Regions from separate parts of the Mus musculus genome. Here regions 1, 3, 4, 5, 6 and 7 are each linked to region 2. The links are chromatin contacts, called in public HiChIP or PLAC-seq maps. All regions are on one chromosome and are shown on one strand. Each heading gives the region's core, a stretch centred on a gene start, on an enhancer-like site or on the middle of the called end of the contact. The rest is flanking DNA. Distances are from core to core; before and after follow the strand shown. Region 1 holds the start of Ttc38 (tetratricopeptide repeat domain 38). Region 2 holds the start of Atxn10 (ataxin 10). Region 3 holds the start of Cdpf1 (cysteine rich, DPF motif domain containing 1). Region 4 holds the start of 5031439G07Rik (RIKEN cDNA 5031439G07 gene). Region 5 holds the start of Phf21b (PHD finger protein 21B). Region 6 holds the start of Ppara (peroxisome proliferator activated receptor alpha). Region 7 has its middle 34 kb from the start of Lncppara.

Region 1 (2,700 bases), core at 107-2,606, 500 kb after region 2:
TCGAGACAGGGTTTCTCTGTATAGCCCTGGCTGTCCTGGAACTCACTCTGTAGACCAGGCTGGACTCAGAAATCCACCTGCCTCTGTCTCCCAAGTGCTAGGATTAAAGGCATGCACCACCATGCCCAGCCAAACTCATTTTACAGTCAAATATCTTGTTACCCCAAAAGACAATCCTACTAGCACTGACTGTTACCACTCATCCTCTCCAACCCTGGCCTCCAGCCGCCTGCCTTCTGTCTCTATGGTTCTGGTATTCTGGATGTTTAACATATACCTGATGATGGTGATGATGGTGGTGGTGGTGATGATGAAGAGGAGGAGGAGGATGTGTGTGTATTCTTTTGTGTCCGATTTCTTTTCTTTTTTTTTTTTTTTCTTTTTTTGAGACAGGGTTTCTCTGTGTAGCTCTGGCTGTCTTGGAACTCACTCTTAGACCAGGCTGGACTCAGAAATCCACCTGCCTCTACCTCCCAGTGCTAGGATTAAAGGCGTGCGCCACCACTGCCCGGCTTGTGTCTGATTTCTTTCACTTAGCGATAGCATTATGAATTTTCCAGCCTCTCCACCCTCACTGCCCAGCTGACTCCCACAAAATGTCTGGAAGCTCCTACAGAGAGGAAGGGGAGAGGGAGACTGTCCCAGGGCAGCAGAGAGTTTTGAGTGAAGCTTGTCAATGGCTTAGCCAAAAATTGAGCAGCGAGTGCCTGAGGCTGGGCAAGTGGAGGAAAGCTTCCTAGAACTTTCCAGTGACAGCCAGGCCTGGTGGGAGGGACAGGTCTGTAATGCTGACAGCTCGAGGCAAGCAGATTGAAAGTTCAAGACCTGCTTCGGCCACAAAGCTGATCTAAGATTGGCCTGAGCAATTAAGTGGGATCCTAATTCAAAACGGGGATGGGGGACGGGGGATGGGGTACAGCTCTTGACTAGATGCACGAGGCTCCAAGATTGGCCCAGAACTCCCATGCCTCCCTCTGGCCCAGTGAAGGAGACTGGGAGAGGCTGGACAGCAAGCACCCATGCCATCAGATGAGCAAGAAAGATCCTGGAATTTAAACCTAAGCTGGGCACCTCTACCCACGTGGGGTTCAGGAGTAGAGGCTGCAGCTGCCAGGCTAGTTTTGAGCACCTCACCTGGGAAATGCGACCGGTTATACCCTCCCATTCTCTTTACCCCCACCCATTCCTCCTCCCCTTCCTCCCACACCCACACCTACACCCACACCTCCCACATCCACCAGGGAACCTGTGGGTCGGAGAGATCTGACCCTGAGATGAGCTGCGCATGTGCGTCCCAAGCCACCAATGAGAGATCCGGATAGCGCGGCCGCCCTCGCTTCGCCCCGCTCCGCCCCCTTCCGCAATCAATAACACCCTCACTTCCCCAGACCCTCTCAGAGACTCCAAAAGCTTTGACCGGTGCTGTCACTCTGCAGACCAAAGCTATAATCATGTCACTGCGAGACTGCCAGGTACGCGCACCGGTTCGGCTGGGTCCTCCTCGGTCCGGGAGTTGACCCAGCGCCGAGCTGTTGAGATCAAACCTATAGGTCACCCGGAGTCAGGCAGGGAACCTGGACCTGAGCTCGCTGTGCATAGGCAGCCCAGGGTGGACTCCAAAGTGGTTCCCAGTCAAGTGCACCGGTGGAAGCTTGTGAACTGGGTTTGAATGCAGGAAACGGTTCATTGAAGCCACCCATTTGGGGGGCCCGGGTTTTGAACCCATTTTTTAGACCAGGAAGATGCTTGCCCCAGCCACCTGATTTCCAAGTCTTGGGGAAGTGCAGCCTTTTGCTTGCCAGGACTTAAGGGCATGTCCCACGCCCAAGGGTGATCCGGGCACTGTGCACCCTGACGGCTGTCAGGTCACCGAGGGCAGGCAGCCTTAGTAATCTGAAGGTTTTGCAACTGCAGGTTGCAATGGGAGAGGAGATGCTAGGCGTTGGCAGGTAGTACACCCCTTACTAGGCCTGTGACAAGCCAGACATCCTTCAAGTTACACATTTGAACTCTGACCTCCTCCACCAGGGGCCAGGCTTCCTACCGTTCCTGGTAATGACCCTCCTATTTGCTGTCTGCCTTCTGGCTGACCCTTGAACTCACCTCATTGGACCCTCTAAGGTATTTTACAGAGTAGTAAAACCAAGAGTTTGGGGGCCTCAGCCGAGGAAAACCTGGTGTCCCTTTCCTGTTGTGTAGGCGTGGAAGAATGCTGGGCTCCCACTCTCAACCACAAGCAATGAAGCCTGCAAGCTGTTCGATGCCACCTTGACTCAGGTATGCAGGCCCAAGAGACTCAGGGCCCCTTCTTGAACGGTTCTGAGGGGGGCTTTTGATTGGTGAATGGTCTGTAAACCCCACTGCAGAGAAGAGCTGACCTCTGCCACAGAGGTCCAACAATATGGGAAGCATCTCTGCCAGTCCCAGCTGCCTTGTCCCTAAGGTTCCCAGTTCAAGGGTGGACAGCAATGGATGCCCCAAGGGGGCCTGGAAATGTTGAGCTGCCACAAAGGCATGAGGTGTTCTGAAGCTTTTACCATGTTAGCTGGACCGGGGCTTCCCAGCCGTTCCCAGTCATTGCTACACTAGTGAAGTATTCTATAGTAAAAAGACTTGGGCACTTACAGGAGAGGGGCCAGGGTCTCAGCCGCTTTCTTACCAGATTGGATAAAGGAGACTCAGAGAACTGAACTGACGAGC
Region 2 (2,700 bases), core at 41-2,540:
GACTGAACCTCTGAAACTGTGTGAATTAATCCCAAATAAATAATTTCTTTGTAAGAGTTGCCTTGGTCATGGTGTCTCTTCACAGTAATAAAAATCTAGGATACCTACATACACATGTTGGGAAATAAACTCAGGTCTCCTGGAAGATAGAGTACTCTTAATGTCTGAGCAAGCTCTTCAGCCCCAATATGGGGATATTCCTGATAAGCACCCACTCTCTTCCCCGGGTCCCCTATAGTATTAATTGACAAGGTTCTAGAATCACCAGAGACAACCCTCTGGGCATGTTTGTGAAGAACTGTCTAGATGAGGTTAGTGTGTGGAAATCTGCCCCCAGTGTGGGTGATAGCATTCCATGGTCTAGATTAAAAAAAAAAAAAGTCAAAGCCAGCTGTCTGTTTTCTGGCTTAATAGATGCAATGTGACAAGCTGCCTAAAGCCCTGTGTCACAAGTCCCCACCACGTGGGCCTGTACTCTCAACCTGTGAGCCAAAAGAAACCTATCCTTTGTAAAATTGCTTCTATCACATATTTTGATATTGCAACAAGAAAGGAATACACCTCTTAGGGAGGTACTTCTTCTCAGCCTTCTCTCTGTGGGAAGCCTCCTTCCTGGAGTCTTGGGAAAGACTTCTTTCCCAAGGGGGCATTTTTGATCAGCGTCCCCTTCCCATGAGGAGCCTCTATCCAAGGTCTTCCTCCATGGCTTGAGGTATCCAGCATCTTTTCCCTATGTGGGAATCTCCGATTCAGGTCTCCCTCAGTGGAACACCTCAACCTCGCATTCCCTCCCCTGGAGTCTCCATTTCAGGTTTTCCTGCAATAGAACTGGTTGGCCTAGCAACACATGCCCTGAGGGTAAGTCTCCTCTGCAGGTCCCCTCCCATGGTGACACCTCTGGCCTGTATCCCTGCTCTTCCTCTCAGGGGCCTCCTTTCCAGGTCTCCTTAGGGACAACATCCATTATTCTGGGGGCGCTGCTTCGGCCTGGTATCTCTTCCCCAGAGGGAAACCTCTGCATGAGTGGACCCCCACCAATGGTGGCCCTTGCTCATGGAAAGCATCTGTCCCTGATAAGACACTCATTCTCTAGGACACTCTACAGGCCACCCCCCCCCCCCCACCCCGACCCCTTCATCTCAGTATTCTGTCCTCTGACGGGGTCTTTACTCCACGTCTCCCCACCGTGGGGACCGAAGACCTCCCCCATCCCACCCTACGCAGGAGCAGGACTTCCGCTGCGCCCCCTCCCCTCAGGCGGGACTTCCGCCCCGCCCCCTCCCCCTCCCCCTGCCGCGTCGCCTTGTCCTCTTCGCCTGAGGCAAGCCAGCTAGTCTCGCGCTCTCTGCCTTGCAGCACCACGGGATCTGGGTGACGCGGGCTGCGGAAGCCAGAGCCGTGCAGACCGCGTCTCCATCTCCTCGCCTGTCGTCTGTCTCCCCCACTTCTCTTCGCTCTGCTCTCCGCCTGGTCAGGCTCGGCCCCAGAGCGAGTGGCAAGATGGCGGCGCCCAGGATGCCACCCTCCCGGCTGTCGGGCATCATGGTGCCCGCACCCATCCAGGACCTGGAGGCCTTGCGCGCGCTCACGGCGCTCTTCAAGGAGCAGCGTAACCGGTAACTGCGCGGGGGCTGCCACCTAGGAAGGAGGAAGAGGAACCATGGAGGGCTCTGGGCTGGGCTGGGCTTGACTGGGCTGGGCTGGGCAGCGGCGAGCGAGGCGGGGCGGCGGGCTCCATCAGCTCGGCCCACGCTCAGGTTGTGGCTCTGTGGCGCTCGCCTAGGCCTGCTCTGGGACGAGGGTTTGGCCAGGCTCTAAGAGGGGCAGACGATGGCGACACTGGTCCCCAAGCCGGCGGCGGGGAAGCTGTTGGTTCGGCTCCTCTGGCGGGGCCCTGAGGGCGGTGGCCAGGGAAGGGAGGCGTGTTCGGGCTCGCTTCTCCCTCTGGGTTAGAGGGCGTTCTGTCCAGGAGCCTGCAGAGCTGGCCTGGCTTCGTGACATCTGCTCAGCATCGCCTCTAACCCTTCTGTTTCTAGCCTTACAAAATGGGAGCTGTGGTGCGTTGTTTTCAGTGCTGAGATGAAATAAACGTGTTTAAACAGAAGTGTGCGAGGCTGTCAGTTCCTGATGGATTTTTGTGGTATGGTTTGCGCTGCAGTTTCCTTGTCTGTTTAATGGAAACAAGGTTCGCTGGGACCTCCTTGGTTGAGTTGACAGTGAGGGTTTAATGAGACGATGCGTGTTACATCCTTAGGCCATGCCTGACACTTAGTACTAAACACCATTGGTGTTTTCTCTTAACAGTAATGGTCTCCCCTGGACCAAGTCTTGGGAGAGGACCCGGAGCCCTTGGTCTCTCCTGTAGAGAGATAACAAGCAGGCCTAGAGTGTGGACAAAGGGCAGAGAACGCGGTGGGGGTGGGGGTGGGGGAAGCACGTAGGCTCAGTGGTCACAGGAACGTTTTCTAAAAATAGGTAGCCGCCAGACATGTCACGTGGCTCAGCCCTGCAGTTCCAGCATTCAGGAAGCAGAGGCAGGTGGATCTCTTGAGTTTGAGGCTGGACCAGTCAGCATTGTGACATCCTCTGTATCTCAAAAACAAATAAACCCGGGCTGGAGAGATGGCTCAGCAGGTAAGAGCACCGACTGCTCTTCCAAAGGTCATGAGTTCAAATCCCAGCAACCGTATGGTGGCTCAC
Region 3 (2,700 bases), core at 29-2,528, 480 kb after region 2:
TCTTCCTTGTGGTCTCAATCTGAGTTATAAACTGGGGTTTGTTGGTAAGGTGGTAAAGGTAAAGGCAGCATTGTGGACACGTATGCTTGGCTTGTGCTGCTTGGTGCTGAATCAACCCAGTAAGTGAAGTGGGTTTGCCTTTCCTGTTCTTCTGCTACACTGGCTACGCATTTACTTGTGCTTAGGTGTACTGGCCTCTCTGATACTATTTAAGGACAGATTCACGTGCCTCCTGCCGCCTCCCTTCACTGGACGCAAGAATCTGCTCTTGCCATAGAGCATACTTTCCTGCCCTACCAAAGTTAGTCTGAAACTTTGGTCCCCTTGAAAGATCCAGGCAGATGAATTTATACAGCAATCACAGCCTTTCCCAGGTCAGTTTACAGGAAAGTTATAAAGACTTCAGTTCTGTCCTTCGTCTTACCCATCAGCACCCAGGGCATGCTGGAAAAAAGCCCACGGTGGGTGTTTCTATTGGCTCACCAGGAGGTTGGGGTGGGGAGGTGTATCCTAGTCCACTTGATAAGGCTGCATTCTTAACTGTTTGATGGCACTTCTATATTCAAGGCCTTGGAGGCCCCGCCTCTCCGTAAATTGCTGGGTCAGTGGTCTGATGGCAACAGCAGCTGTCTGATGAGTTCGAGAAAACGCGATTCTTGGATTTGTATCGAGCTGTATCGGAATTCCTACTAGCCTTTCAAAGTTCCCATCCCCAGCTCCAGCCCCAGCTGCGCGCCCGCCTCTAACCCTTTGCGTCCTACAGAACCGAGCTTTGGAGCCAGAAAGGAGCATATGTGCGCCTTGGAAACTGACAGATGTCCCGACTGACGTCTAAAACGGAAATTCTATTTTGGGTGTGCGCGAACCTAGCTAGTGGTATCTTAATTCGCACGTCACAGGCCCTCGCCGAGGCTGCTGGGCGCGCTGCCCTTGCAGCAGGTGACAGTCAGGAGACAGTCCCAGGATAGTGGGACTCCGCCAGAGCCTCCTCCTCCCGCTCTGAGTCTCCCCAGGTCAACAGGGCTCCGCCTGGCGACCATATACACCACGGTCCGAGCCACCCGCGCACAGCCCTCCCCGTGCTGGGTGTCTAACGCCTCCCCCACCCCCACCCCTCGGCTTCCAGAGGCACCGAGGACAGATCCAGCGAGCCGGAACACAGAGGGGACATTTCCAGCTAGCCACGCGCGTTCCTGCAGCACACTGCCCCGCAAACTCACCACCTCCCCTCCGGGACCCCCAGAGCGCCTGCGTGGCCCGCCCACAGTACTAGTTCCGCCTCACTGCGCCTGCGCGGCTCCGCCCTAGCTCCTCTGAGGCTCCGCCCTCGATCCATGGCATTTGTGCAGCCCAATCTCATCACCCGCTGAAGCTCCGCCACACTACCGGTTTCCCCCGGTTTGCCTCATGGCGCCTAAGCAACTCCACTCTGTCCCAGCCTCCTTAAGCAAGAAAAGCCAAAAGAGCGTCCTTGCCGGGGTAGAGCTTTACTGTCGCTTCCGTTTCCGCTGCTAGCTTATAGTGATTGTGGGTCGCGGCTGGAGAGCTCTCTGGGCTTCAGAAAAAAAAAACATATTCTACCTAAATCTTGCCTGGTGCACCAATGAATGTACTGGGGTTATTTTCTGGGAGAAGGGACTCAGGCAACTGCAACGTTGAAAAGTCTACCCAGTGGGAGTGATGGCCTACGAGCTGTCTCTGGGACTTTGCACGATTTGGAAGTAGTTCCACCTATCTCCTGCAGCAGTTGCTCACGGTTTTGGGAAAGGGGCTTTATGGATATTCTTAACTTAGTTAAGTTTAGTGAGCTTTCTGATTCTTGTACGTCCTGATCTGCCTCCAGGAGGGAATGTTTCCATCTACAAGAAAAGCCTATATAACACTTAACTTCTTCTTGTGACTCTTATTTACCCCTCCTGGCTAATGTTCCCTGAACCTTGGAAGGAGTTACATAGAAATCTAATTCTTTTCTTACATTCTGGCTGGGCATTGGACCACTATGCCATGGGGGTAGGCATTGGTTCACAGTTATTTAACTGGTTTTGAGTCTCCTCAGTAACTACCACAGTTTGTCAAGATGAAATTTCCTCCACACCTGAGGCAGATAGCAGCAGTAATCTATGGGTAAGAAATACAAGTATTTAGAAGGAATGTCTGTTCATTTAACAAAACAATTACAGTACTGTCCCCACTGGAGCCTATGACCACCAGCCACAAGTTTTTGCACAGGTTTATAAGGCCAAACATAGGTTCCCTCCTGTGAAGCCTCAAATCCAACCAGAAAGTGTTGTCAACATCAGTACTGGCTTACCACTATTGCACCAGGAGACATACTTTGCCTGGCACAGTGACATAATAGAATCCATAACTAAGTAGGATCCTTGGCAATAATTCTCCCTCAGCAGCCTGGACTCCCTCAGCAGTTTTAGCCTGACTTCTCCATATCCTGCAATATATAAGTATTTTCATTTAATTTTGGCATGCAGACAACAATAGTGGAAATTGCCTTTCTAGTTTCTGGGACTTAAAGGGTTTTCTTAGCTAGCAACTCATAGGGACATAGCCTGCCTTTAACGGTGTGGGCTTTCTTTTCTTTTCTTCTTTCTTTCTTTCTTTCTTTCTTTCTTTCTTTCTCTCTCTCTTTCTCTCTTTCTTCCTTCCTTTCTCTCTTCCTTTCTTTTAGATTTGTTTGTTTGTTAT
Region 4 (2,700 bases), core at 197-2,696, 350 kb before region 2:
GGCTGTACCTGCCTGACAAGAGAACTTTGCTGAGGTGAGCTGGGCTAGACCCTGCTGCCTAAGAAGGCCAGGTGCTAAAAAAGTCTCCTTCAAAAAAAAAAAAAAAAAAAGAATTGAAATTCACTTCTGCTTTTCACAGAGCCTCCCGGGCGTGGCCTACCAAGGGACCCTGAGTTCCAGGTGTTACCCTCTCCCTCTGCTACTGTGGTCCTACCAGGGTACCAGGGTACACTTCCACTTTGGAGCACTGACAGGATCTAGAAGGCTGTTACTTCCCTCAAAGAGAACTCAAGCCCTGACAGGGAGGTGGGGGTGAGGGGACACAACATAGAATGAAGTCATTCCTTACATGAAGAAGGGAGGGGTCTTTTTTTTTTTTTTTAGAGAAAATGACAAGCCCAAGATTATAGGGGAGGGGGTTTCTGCCACATGGTTCTGGGCAAATGTATCAGTTATGCATTACCTCACATCCAAGACGACCCCACCCACACCTCCCAGGCCCTTTCAAACAATGAGACACCCCCACCCCACCCAGCAGCTGAATGACTCCTTAGACCAGAATCACACCCGGAGAGGCTGTAGCAAATCCCTGATTCCAGTGCTAAGTAGGTGGGTCAAGGGGCAGAGGCCCAACAGGTCCCTTGTAGAGCTAATGGACAAGAGGACCTTTAGGTGCAGAAAGACAAAGGCTACAGCAATCAAGAGCCGCGGTCTTCCATGTGGGCTGGGGAATGTGGTCAGGGCACACTGCCTTGAACTCTGAACTCAAGGGCCTCCCAAAATCTCACGCCCACACTCCCTGCAGCAGCAGTGGGGCCCCCAGATCTTCCAGGAGAAGGAAGAAGAGTTAAGGAACCACGAAGAGGAAGAAGGAGCTGGGACAGATATCCTGGCGGTCAGAGGAAGATAGGGACGCGGAGACACAAGGATCGGGGTTCTGTGGTACCAAAAAGACACTGAGACTTGGGGTCCCGAAAGACAGAGCCCAGGGCGGTGGGGATGCACGGAGGGCAAGGAGCACAGGGGGACTAGCGGAGGTGGACTCGCGCGGACACTCACGCGCGCGCCCGTCCCCGTCACTCACCCAGGCCGCAGACCTCACGGCGCAGGCTAAGGCGTCCGCGCTCCTCGGCTATGGCGCGCAGCATGTGCTGCAACGAGCGCTCCTCCGCTTCGCTGCTGTCCACGGACTCCCGGGAGGCGGCCGGCCCAGCCCGGAGCCCCGCGGGCGCGGACGCCGAGGCACAGGCCCTGCCCGGCGGCCGCGCGGAGGCCATGCCGGGCCCCGGCTCATCGCCCGCGCCGCGCCCGCGGGGGCCACCGACACGCCCCGCCGCCCGTGCCCCGCTGCCGCCCGCCGCGAGCACCAGTGAAGCCACAATCCGCTTTTGTGTGCGTCGCCGCCGCCGCCGTCGCCACCGCCGACCTCGGAGCACAGCGGAGCACTGCGATCCTCAGCTCCGCCACCGCCCGCCCGCGCGCGCTCGACACCGCCCAGGCCCCACCCCCGACGCGGGCCCGCCCCCAAACCCGCCCTTTCCCCGCCCCCGACACGCAAAGGCCCTGCCTCATACTCCTAAAACTCCGCCCAGATCTCTGGGCAAGGCGGTGAGTCGTCCCTGGTCCTGGCCCCGCCTACTTCCTTGCGACCAGCTGCTGCCAACTTCAAAAGCCCATCGCGTCCTCGCTCCAACCTGTCGCGTGACGTTCTCGTCATCTCATTCCCACACCTTCCTTGGCCTGCTGACCTTCCCTGCTGCCCGTGTTCCCCAACCCTGAGTCCACTTTCTCCCGCCCCCCGCCCCCCCTCCAGTAGAGTCACGCCTCTGAGCCGCCCCCTCTGCGCCTCACTGATTTTGCGCTTTGTCACCGCCCTGTGCATTCCCTGAAGCCTCCAGCACACCAGCTCTGCTTATTTCTGTCTGAACCTTCCAAGTAGGTTCTGCTAAAAACTTGCTTCACAAAACTCAACAAGAAGTTACCACCTCCTTTCGGAGGTCTCCTGGGACGCCTCAGTTTCCTCTGCTGAACACTTAGGAAAAGGGGTCAGAGAGTTGCTTCCTGTCTTAGCTCCTGTGCTGACTAGAGGCCAGAGGTGGATCAGATCAGCTTGCATGTGATCCTAATTAAAGGCCAAGGTCCAGCTGGGCATCCATCCCTGTGCTAAAAGAGGAAGATGCAGGGAGCAGCCGCCAGAAGCCACGTTCTGAACTCACTCGGTGGTCCTTTCCCAGGACCAGGGTAGGTGACCATGCACTGCTGGTCTCAGCCAGTTACATTTCCAGTGTCAAATTCTCACAATCATGCTAAGCATAAAGTTCTGTCTGCCCCGACTCTTCTTCACCCTGTCTGGGATACCCTTCTCCTAGTCTCCTGTCTCCTTTGGATCCCAGTGTCCTCCAATACATTTCCTCAAAAACAAACAAACTATATCTTGCCTGCCTCCTGTTCTATTATTCCTAGGCACAGCATCCTTACCACTCCCCTGACATCACACTGCATAGCTGTAGGAGGCGTCTCAGAAAACCAGCCCCTTTCCCTTGGGCTTCCCAGTCCTCAGAATGGTTTAAGCCTCCCGTCTGTGACATTGCACCATGGCAGCTCTAACTAAGACACTGTGTATTCCTCAGGCCTGGCTTCTGACAACTGTATTCCCAGCGCCCAATAAATGCAGGCTGTGTGATGGAGACTGGAGAGAGG
Region 5 (2,700 bases), core at 89-2,588, 480 kb before region 2:
TTGAGGTCGCCGTTCTATGAAGACACAGAGGAGCGGGCTCAGCCTGGCCGCCCCGGGGGGGGGGGCGAGCAGGCGAGCCCCGAGCCCCGCATCCCCACCACCCACTGCCTGGCGGACCAAGCCGACCCCAACGCGCCCCAACTTTCCGGGACCGCTTTCCTCACACGGGCCACCGTGCAATGTCGCGCGAAGCAGCTTACCTGTGGCTGCCGCCTCATTGGGGCAGCTCCCGGGGCGGGGCGGGGGCCGAGGCCACCCGGCGGCGCGCCCCGAGCCGTGCAAGTTTGCAGGCCGGGGTGCGGGTGCGAGTGAGTGTAAGAGTGTGTGCCGGGGGAGGGGGGACGAACAAAGAGCCAAGTAAACACGGCGAGTCCGTGTCGAGCAAAGCTCATAAATATTCAAGTCGCGTCCTAATCTCCCCAACACACACACGCGCACGCCGCAATATCACTCGGGCACCGGCCGCCTCTCGCCGGAGTCACAATCGCCAAACTACTTTTGCTAACAGTGAGGGTCGGTGCCGGGCTGGGCCCGGAGCAGGAGGCTAGGAGCTGGCCGGTCCATGCACCCTGTTCCCTGGGCAGCTCTAGGAGGGTCCCCTTTCCGGTCGCCCGAGTTGTGCAAACGGGGCAGTGGCAGAGAAGACGCCACGCTGGGGTCCCACGAACCCTGGATCTGCAAACAGTGCTGGATCGCACGGAAGCGAGGGGGAGAGGGAGAACTAAGGGTTCCATCCCAGCCCCGGGACATGTTCCAGGAAGGGGCCTGCTTCCAGCACCCCTGAGACCAAGAGTTAGATACGGAGCTTCGATCCCTCTCGCCTCCACTCCCCGGGCCACTAAGGCTCCCCGGTCCAGTATCCGGGACTACCTACCTGGTGGCGCGCGAGTTCCACCGCGAGCGCCTCGGACCGGCTTTGCAGCTCCATCGCCGCAACTTGGGCAGCACTTTGCGCTCACTTTGGCCGGAGCTCGCAGGAAGTTGTGCGGCTCGGCGGGAACCAGACCGGGAGAGCTCGGATCCGGTGTCCCGGGCACAGAGAGACACGAGTTCCCTCCTGCAGCGCCGATAGGAAAGGAGGCTGACGAGAGGGAAGAAAGGCGAGCTGGCGCCCAACTCTTCCGGCTGCCGCTAAGTTGCGCCGGGTGCCCGGGCTGCCTGCGCCGCCCGGCGCATGGCCCCCAGGCGCCGGGAGCCCCGCGCAGCCCCCCAGCGCGCGCCCTGTCGCCGCCCGCGCCAGCTGACCGCCGGCAGGGACTATATTTCCTCCGGCGCGCGCGCCTGGATCTCGCTGGGGCCGCGGCAAAGTTGTGCCTCGGCACGATGCTAATTCGGCAGTGCCCGGATGGAGCGGGCCGGGGCGGCAGGAGGCGGTGCCGGGAACCCGCTGCCCGCCCCGCCCCGCCCCGCCCGGCCCGCGCGTGCGCATTGCGTTCGGCCCAGCGACCAGGCTCAGGAAACAAAAGTGGCGGCTGAGCGGAGCGCAAAGTCGCGGCTCTGAGATCTGGGCGCCCGAGCGATCTCCTCGGTGCGCAGCCGAGAGCACGGGGAGCAGGGAATGCTTTCACAGTCCCACTCCCGGAGCGACAATTCCCGCAGCAAACTGAGATGCCACCCTCCTGCTTCTTGCACCTCCTCCCTCCTCCGCTTCCCCTTCTCGCCTCGCTCTCCGGTTTTATTTAAATCACCCGGTCCTCTCCCGCAGCGCCTAGCACTGAGACTGGGGAACTAAATCAGTCCTGTCGCCGGAGTCCCAGCGCCTAATGGCCGCTGTGGTATTTAAATAGTATGAAAACTGATCTCTTGATTGGTCCTTTAATGATTTTTTTTACACTCACAATTAAACTCTCAACAGATGTCCCTAGACTTTTTTTTTTCCAGACAGTTGTTAAAAATCGTAAACACGACAGGTCAGTGTGACATAAAGCAATCATAACTACAGCTGCGGAGATGACATTTCAGAATTCCCAGTCCCGGGGCCGGGGTCAACGTCTCAGAGATTACTGCGGCGGAGTTTCCTGTCCTCATCAATTAATGTCGGGGCTTTGTGCCCTGCTGGGCGCTAGCACACTAGTGTGTTTCAAAGAGGCCAGGGAAAGGGGGGCCTCTGTGTCAGAGTAACCGTGAATTGATAGAGACTCATAACTAACTCTTTCCGTGGGTCACAAGAAAAGGAGGAAGGAAGGAAAGAAAAGAAAACTCAGGCACACCAGTCAGAAATGTCTCTTCAATGGATGCCAACAGTCTACATATTTCCTTTACCCCTCAGGAGAAATCTCTCTCTCTCTCTCTCTCTCTCTCTCACACACACACACACACACACACACCAGAACACCAGTGTTGTTAGAGCCATATACAGTATTGGTCACAGTCGACAAAGATGACAACGATCTAACTGGCTGACTAAACTGGTTCCTCCCACTTCTGGGTTAGACTCAAGTCAAGACAATGTCTCCCACTCCCCATTTTTTCTTTCAACCCCCCCCCCCATTTTGTAGTTAGAGGTGCAGAGGATCCAGGGGCTGGAGCATACTAGGCAAGCCTCTGTTACAGGAGCCATGCTCAAAGCTCCACTCATGTCTTTTGCTGGGGAGGACAGCAGCCTAGGTGAAGACTGGTGTTTGGAGGACCAGGAGGGGCATGTGCTGGCCAAGAGACTCCCTCCTGTGATTTCTGTAAATGTCATTGGCTTTTGGCAAA
Region 6 (2,700 bases), core at 53-2,552, 400 kb after region 2:
CCAGGGTAAGGAGATGTGCGCTGAAAGTTTCCTTTCCCTAGTAGGCTCTCCTGGGCGCTCATCGCCACAAATAGCATAGTGGCAGGCCCAGCGTGAGGACAGACAGGAGGGCTGGCATAGCACACATTTCGTTCCCAAAGGAGCGGCGTCCTGGGGCGTTGGCACCTCGGGGGGCATGTGCATTCCGTGACTGAAGATCCAAGGACGACACAAGCAAAGCGGCTGCTCTGGGTCGCAGCCTGCTCCCAGTTGCAGCCTCCCGCCTGCGCTGTCAGTTGGCAGAGCCCCAGTGCCTGAGCTGGACACAGTCAGCCCCTCAACCCCTGAAGCGTATGCAGAGGGGCCACAGCCCGGGGCGGGGCAGAGGCGGAGGGTGGGTCAGAGCGGCCGCGCCTCCCTGCGACCGTCCTCGATGCCCTTCAGCCTCTGCCTTCCCCGCCCGCCACACCCACCCTGGCACCTTGGCCACCTGTTGCCGCGTGCCCCAGCTCGCTCTTCCTTTCTCCCCATTTCTCATCCTGGGACTCTAAAGATCAGATTCCGCCTGTCCGTCCACCTCCCCACGAACTCCCGGGACTCGGGGAACAAGCTGTGCGATCTAGACCAGCTCAACGAGGGCACCCGGAGGAAAGCTCAACCCAGACCCGCAGCCTTGAACTTCAGTCCTGGCCGGTGCGCGGGGCTGGGAGCAGGAGGGAGTGCGCGCCAAGGCGCACCCTTCCCACCGACTGTTCTCCCCCGTCGGGTGACCTTGGGCAGTCCCTTCACCTAACCCGCCTCAGTTTACCAACGGATGCCCGGGCCCCGAGGCACTAAATGGGCATCGAGGAGAGCTGCCCCGGGCCTCTTAGGCCCCGCCCTCCCCCGCAGCAGCCAATCAGACACTGCCGTCCAGGGGGTGTGTCTCGCCCTGAGCCGGGGCCCGGGCCTAGGGGGCGGAGTTTCCGGGGCGGTCACCTCGCCGCGGGACCCCGCAGGGGACGTCCGAGGGGCGGCGCGTGTCGTGGGGGCGCGGCTGGCACGGGCGCGCGTAGGCGGTGCCGGGCCGGGGCCCCGGACGCTACGGTCCCACGACAGGGGTGACGGGGGCGGAGGCAGCCGCTTACGCCCCTCCTGGCGCCTCCTCCTGGGCGCGCTTGGCCCTGCGGACCCGCAGGCGGAGTGCAGCCTCAGGTGCCCAGGGGCTGGAGGGCACGCGCGAGGGCGGGGAGCCAGGCGTCCCCTGTCCCGGGACAGTGAGGTGGGTGGACAGGGAGGGGAGGGGCTCGGTGGCGCATGCGCGCGGACTAGGGGCGCGGGTCTGGAGACCCACAGCCACTGGAGAGGGCACACGCTAGGAAGGGCACACGCGTGCGAGTTTTCAGGGCCCGCGGAACTGTCCGCCACTTCGAGTCCCCTGGAGCGCCGTGCGCCGGCTCCGAACATTGGTGTTCGCAGCTGTTTTGGGGGCTGGAGGGTTCGTGGAGTCCTGGAACTGGAGCGACGCTGGGTCCTCTGGTTGTCCCCTGGAGGGGAGGGCACACGGGCGGGGACATCGGGGCGCTCCCTTCTCACGGCGTGGTGCATTTGGGCGTATCTCACCGGGAGGCGTTTCCTGAGACCCTCGGGGAACTTAGAGGAGAGGTAACTGGAGGCTCCCTGACAGACTGATTCTGGGGTCACAGCCTAGGCTTTGCTGGGGACCTGAGAAACGCTGCCGGTGGGTTTGAGTCAACAGCAGCGGACCCTCTTTGAACACTAGTTTCCTCATTGCTCCTGATCGTAGTGGGGCGATGTTGGCCCCAACAGTAGGGTAGAGACGATGCCAAAGTTACCCTATGTCTCTGCCCTCCAGAGGCCAGTGCCACAGCGGGTCCTGTGTGGGGCCAGCTTTAGTCTCCTCTGTGCAGTGGCTGCGCGGCTGGCCTGATATGGGTAAAGGGAGCCGGGAGTGCCCGTGTGCTAGTCCGGAGGGTGACTCTGCCCCAATATCCACTCCAACTAGCCTGAAATAACTGCACCTCTCCTTTTCCCAAACTTTTTTTTTTTTAATTTAAAGGAGAGAATGTTCAGATACTAAAGAAAATCTACGGTGGTATATAATGTCTTTGGGGGCACTCTGCCACTGGGGTGCTCACGGGCCCCCAACCCCAACCTACTCCCTTCCTCTAAGGAAAGCAGAAAGGCTCCTTGGGGGAGGAGCACGGAACTTTCTTGGGCGACCCTGGGACACTGTAGTGGTTGCAGGCAACAGGGTCACAGTGACTTTCCCAAGGTGGTGGAGAGTTGGGGGAGATCCAGAGAACATATTGTAACCGGTTCCTTCTTTAACGTTCTACAGCCAAGTTGAAGTTCAAGGCCCTGCCTTCCCTGTGAACTGACGTTTGTGGCTGGTCAAGTTCGGGAACAAGACGTTGTCATCACAGGTAAAGAGGATTAATGGACGGCTTCCAGACTGGAATATTGTAAACGCTGTCTTTGGTTGCACTTCAGACTAGCAACAGGGCTTGGATAGTGGTTATTTTGTGGTGGAATAGTAAATGTCTTTTCAGGGCTCAGGAAGCCAGGTAAATGGGTAGTCCATGTTTCAGTTCTGGGAAAGTGCGTTTGCTTCATGGGAACCGCATTTCTTTATGGCAGGCTGCGTCGGCGTAGTTTAAAAAGGTGGTATTGCGTTAGAAATGGTGTTACTTGACTGGCTTATAAACTGGCTCATAAGAC
Region 7 (2,700 bases), core at 18-2,517, 330 kb after region 2:
TGTAAGCGGCATAAAGGAAGATAAATCTCTTTTTATTTGTTGCCTTTAAAAAAATTCAATGTTTTAATCCGTCATTTAATCACAAAACATATATCACATTACCTATAATATTTATGGTGTTTAGGAAGGGTGATTAGAAATTGATTATTATAGTGCAGTGTCTGGATGCAGCTTTTATTTTTTTCCCCTCACGAGCATATCTCAAAGGTATGCAACCGTTTTAGACTTTGCACTTGAGAGCAGTTTTGTGGGAGAATAAGCACCATATATTTGTGTTTAGAATCCCCATTTGGTCATTCCTGAGCTTGCTCATTATTTTGGGAAAACCAGATTTGGCGTTTAGAAGGGCCTGGTGCTTGGAATACCAGTATCTCTGCAGTTAAGCTCAGTCCTAGAGCTTCTGTTCTTCTAGGGCCTCACTAGACCACAAGACTTCTTTAGTGTTTTCTGGCCTCACGGTTGAGGTTACCCCCTCCCCACCCCACCCCCCAGCCCCTACTGTGGCTACAGCAGAAGAGACTTGCTAGGGATCTGTGTGGTATCAGGAGACTGCCTAGCACAGGATCACCCTTTGCCACACTTCCTGATCGAGGCTGGGAACTCTCACAGTAAGGAGAATTGTAAAGGACCATACAGTGCCAGAAAAGATAGGTTTCACCAGCCCTGTGGCGAAGACTCGGCAGAGCCACTCTGGTATAACACTGAAGAGCCCCTGCCCTTCTGCCCCTGAGACTCTAGCCCTAGGACCTGGGTCCACAATACACTCTTCCACAGAAAAGAATGAAGCTCACTAGATGTGACTGTCTTCAGCTACTGGCAGTTGTAGAAAATGAAAGTTGATCAGGGCAGGATGTGTCCTGGATTTTTTCCCCCTCCCCCTAAACTGTATGTTCTGGGGTTGCCTGCACTGAAGTGGTGTGGCTGTTGTACAGGCCAGGGTCATGGTGGTCTACAGTACTTAGACTTTAACAGGTTTCTAGTAGTTAAAGGCCCTGACGGAGCCAGCAAGCCCAGGCTACCTTTATCTAGTATGTTCAGGTTCTCCCTCGTGGCAGTCCAATACAACGTGGAATGAAGTTTCCTGGGAAGCGGGACACACGAGGAACTTTTGAATTTACCAATGGCATAAAAAAATTATATTTTTTATTACAACGAGCAAGTTTCAATTGGTTGACAGAAATGGCGAGATATGACGTCAAAGGACACTGGTTAGAATGCCAAGGCCAGTGGGGAGGAGGAGGGGGGAGACAGGCACAGAGATTGTGGGATGGGCCCTGGAGGCCTTGTTCTCTCTGGCCCTGGTCGTCAACGGGCTATCATACACCTCCAGAACCAGCCAGGTCCAAGTGGCTGTGATCCAGAGCATGTCTGGACAGGAGGAGGGAATCCAAGTCTAGGGACCCTGTGTTCACATGTGTCTCTGAGAGCCTGAGGCCCAGGCTGGCCTGTGTTTGGAAAACGCTTGTGCGCGCCAGTGAAGCGATCTGAAAGACGCTGCGGCCTCCTTGGCATTCTAACCAATAACCAGGTCCTGGAGCCCAGCCGTCCCATTCCCCCTTTTAGGGGCCCGGGGTGGCCTGGAGCCAGCAGTGTCGCTGAAGGGCTGAGAGCAAAGCCATGGCCTTGAACTACCCTCGCAGCTCCCGTGCCCCAGTCCTAATAGCAGGAAGTTGTTTCCAGCGGGAAAGGAGCGAGCCTGGAGGTGGGCACCAGCTCTGGGCAACATGCCTCCGCGAATCCCATGCCTTCCCAGGCACCTTGCACGGCCCCTTTGCATGCTCAGTTCTGTGCATTACTTCCCATACCCATTCGAGAGGTTGTGTGCTCTCCCTGCCGTACCCCGCTGGGCACCGCGCCCCTTGCTCCGTTGGACTGGCTGGGTCGCCCATGCGCGCGCCCTTCCTGCGGGAAGCCACTGCCACTATCGGGCCCACAACGTTGTCTCAGTACGCTATCTAGAGCTCCGTGACCCTGGCGGCTGTCCTCTGCGCGTACCAGGCTGCGGGCGGGCAGAGGGGGATCCTGTAGACCGAGGGTCCCAATCGGCCCCGAGCGTGCACGCGCGTCCCGGTACTGCCCGCAATCATGGCAGCCAGAGCCTTGGAGCGCAGCCGCGGAGCGCGCCCGGGCAGCCGCCTCCGTGCCAAGGCGGCGCGGGTGGCGCGGGCAGCGCGGGCAGGGGACGCGCTCCTGCTCAGCCCTCCCCGCTGCGTTGGCCCCGGGGCTCTACCGGTGGGTCTCCGCGGTGCGGTGCCCAGTGGGGTGGGCGCGCGAAGGCGACGGGCGGGGCCGCGGGGCGGGCGCGCGCAAGCGGGGAGCGCCCGGGGCGGCGTGCCTGCGGGGGCGCGCACGCGGAGCTGCGGGGCCAGGCGCGGGGCCGGGGCGGCGAATCCGCAGCTCCCGCCGCCCTCCCAGCCCAAGCGCGCCCGTCTGGGTGGGGGCCGCCCGGGAGGGGCGGCGCCCGGACGCACGGGCCCGCAGCGGGCACAGCGGCCTCGTTGGTATTCCGGGCGCGTTCGCAACCCTGACCTCCCCGCGGAGCAGGGGTGCCCGGGTGCTCGGGCACGGCCGCCGCCACCGCCCCCGGGCGGTCTCCCCAGGACGCAGGGCGCGCGGGCGCCTCGCTTCCCTCGTCCCCTCCTCCCCGGTCCCCCGTGCCCCCTCCCCCGCCCCGATCCGGCGGCGAAGGGGTGGGCAGGG

Evidence for each region. HiChIP or PLAC-seq counts read pairs in DNA pulled down with a chosen protein or histone mark.
Region 1: an H3K27ac HiChIP or PLAC-seq map of VIP interneurons shows a contact between it and region 2, with 7 times the contacts expected there. The contact joins the promoter of Ttc38 here to the promoter of Atxn10 in region 2. A contact is called at or near these places in 3 of 39 promoter capture datasets (the HPC-7 cell line, cranial neural crest and pre-B cells) and 2 of 115 datasets of contacts at active chromatin or transcription factors (VIP interneurons and pancreatic cancer cells).
Region 3: a contact with region 2 is called in an H3K27ac HiChIP or PLAC-seq map of embryonic stem cells, with 5 read pairs. The contact joins the promoter of Cdpf1 here to the promoter of Atxn10 in region 2. A contact is called at or near these places in 2 of 39 promoter capture datasets (the HPC-7 cell line and pre-B cells), 1 of 484 Hi-C or Micro-C datasets (CD4 T cells), 5 of 115 datasets of contacts at active chromatin or transcription factors (the SCID.adh cell line, astrocytes, embryonic stem cells and 1 more) and 1 of 9 other capture datasets (adipose tissue).
Region 4: a contact with region 2 is called in an HNF4G HiChIP or PLAC-seq map of pancreatic cancer cells. The contact joins the promoter of 5031439G07Rik here to the promoter of Atxn10 in region 2. A contact is called at or near these places in 1 of 484 Hi-C or Micro-C datasets (CD4 T cells) and 2 of 115 datasets of contacts at active chromatin or transcription factors (microglia and pancreatic cancer cells).
Region 5: an HNF4G HiChIP or PLAC-seq map of pancreatic cancer cells shows a contact between it and region 2. The contact joins the promoter of Phf21b here to the promoter of Atxn10 in region 2. A contact is called at or near these places in 2 of 484 Hi-C or Micro-C datasets (both in embryonic stem cells) and 2 of 115 datasets of contacts at active chromatin or transcription factors (embryonic stem cells and pancreatic cancer cells).
Region 6: a contact with region 2 is called in an HNF4G HiChIP or PLAC-seq map of pancreatic cancer cells. The contact joins the promoter of Ppara here to the promoter of Atxn10 in region 2. A contact is called at or near these places in 2 of 115 datasets of contacts at active chromatin or transcription factors (embryonic limb bud and pancreatic cancer cells) and 1 of 9 other capture datasets (adipose tissue).
Region 7: a contact with region 2 is called in an HNF4G HiChIP or PLAC-seq map of pancreatic cancer cells. The contact joins the enhancer-like site here to the promoter of Atxn10 in region 2. A contact is called at or near these places in 2 of 39 promoter capture datasets (liver and second pharyngeal arch cranial neural crest), 1 of 15 datasets of contacts at CTCF or cohesin (the NIH/3T3 cell line), 1 of 484 Hi-C or Micro-C datasets (cortical neurons) and 3 of 115 datasets of contacts at active chromatin or transcription factors (embryonic stem cells, large pre-B cells and pancreatic cancer cells).

Annotation. Positions count from the first base shown.
Region 1 is chr15:85,830,948-85,833,647 of GRCm38.p6, forward strand. It overlaps Ttc38 (tetratricopeptide repeat domain 38), which reads left to right and starts at 1,357. Exons shown (of 14, transcript NM_001033337.4): 1 at 1,357-1,472; 2 at 2,200-2,277. The coding sequence starts at 1,452.
Region 2 is chr15:85,334,965-85,337,664 of GRCm38.p6, forward strand. Atxn10 (ataxin 10) reads left to right here and starts at 1,291. Exons shown (of 12, transcript NM_016843.4): 1 at 1,291-1,616. The coding sequence starts at 1,501.
Region 3 is chr15:85,810,419-85,813,118 of GRCm38.p6, forward strand. Cdpf1 (cysteine rich, DPF motif domain containing 1) reads right to left here and starts at 1,279. Exons shown (of 5, transcript NM_197998.2): 1 at 1,221-1,279; 2 at 484-630.
Region 4 is chr15:84,986,525-84,989,224 of GRCm38.p6, forward strand. 5031439G07Rik (RIKEN cDNA 5031439G07 gene) reads right to left here and starts at 1,447. Exons shown (of 10, transcript NM_001033273.3): 1 at 1,085-1,447. The coding sequence starts at 1,148. Gm39558 (a long non-coding RNA gene) reads left to right here and starts at 1,511. Exons shown (of 4, transcript XR_875533.1): 1 at 1,511-1,608; 2 at 2,631-2,700.
Region 5 is chr15:84,854,791-84,857,490 of GRCm38.p6, forward strand. Phf21b (PHD finger protein 21B) reads right to left here and starts at 1,339. Exons shown (of 13, transcript NM_001081166.2): 1 at 875-1,339; 2 at 1-14. The coding sequence starts at 928.
Region 6 is chr15:85,734,474-85,737,173 of GRCm38.p6, forward strand. It overlaps Ppara (peroxisome proliferator activated receptor alpha), which reads left to right and starts at 1,303. Exons shown (of 8, transcript NM_011144.6): 1 at 1,303-1,623; 2 at 2,321-2,405.
Region 7 is chr15:85,668,499-85,671,198 of GRCm38.p6, forward strand. No RefSeq gene overlaps it. Among named protein-coding and RNA genes, the nearest start is that of Lncppara, 34 kb to the right of the region's middle. Within about 2 kb of position 1,268, at least 243 of the 459 cell types and tissues checked have an H3K27ac peak or open chromatin away from gene starts, as enhancers often do. A contact at or near this core is called in the NIH/3T3 cell line, cortical neurons, liver and 1 more, where this site is marked.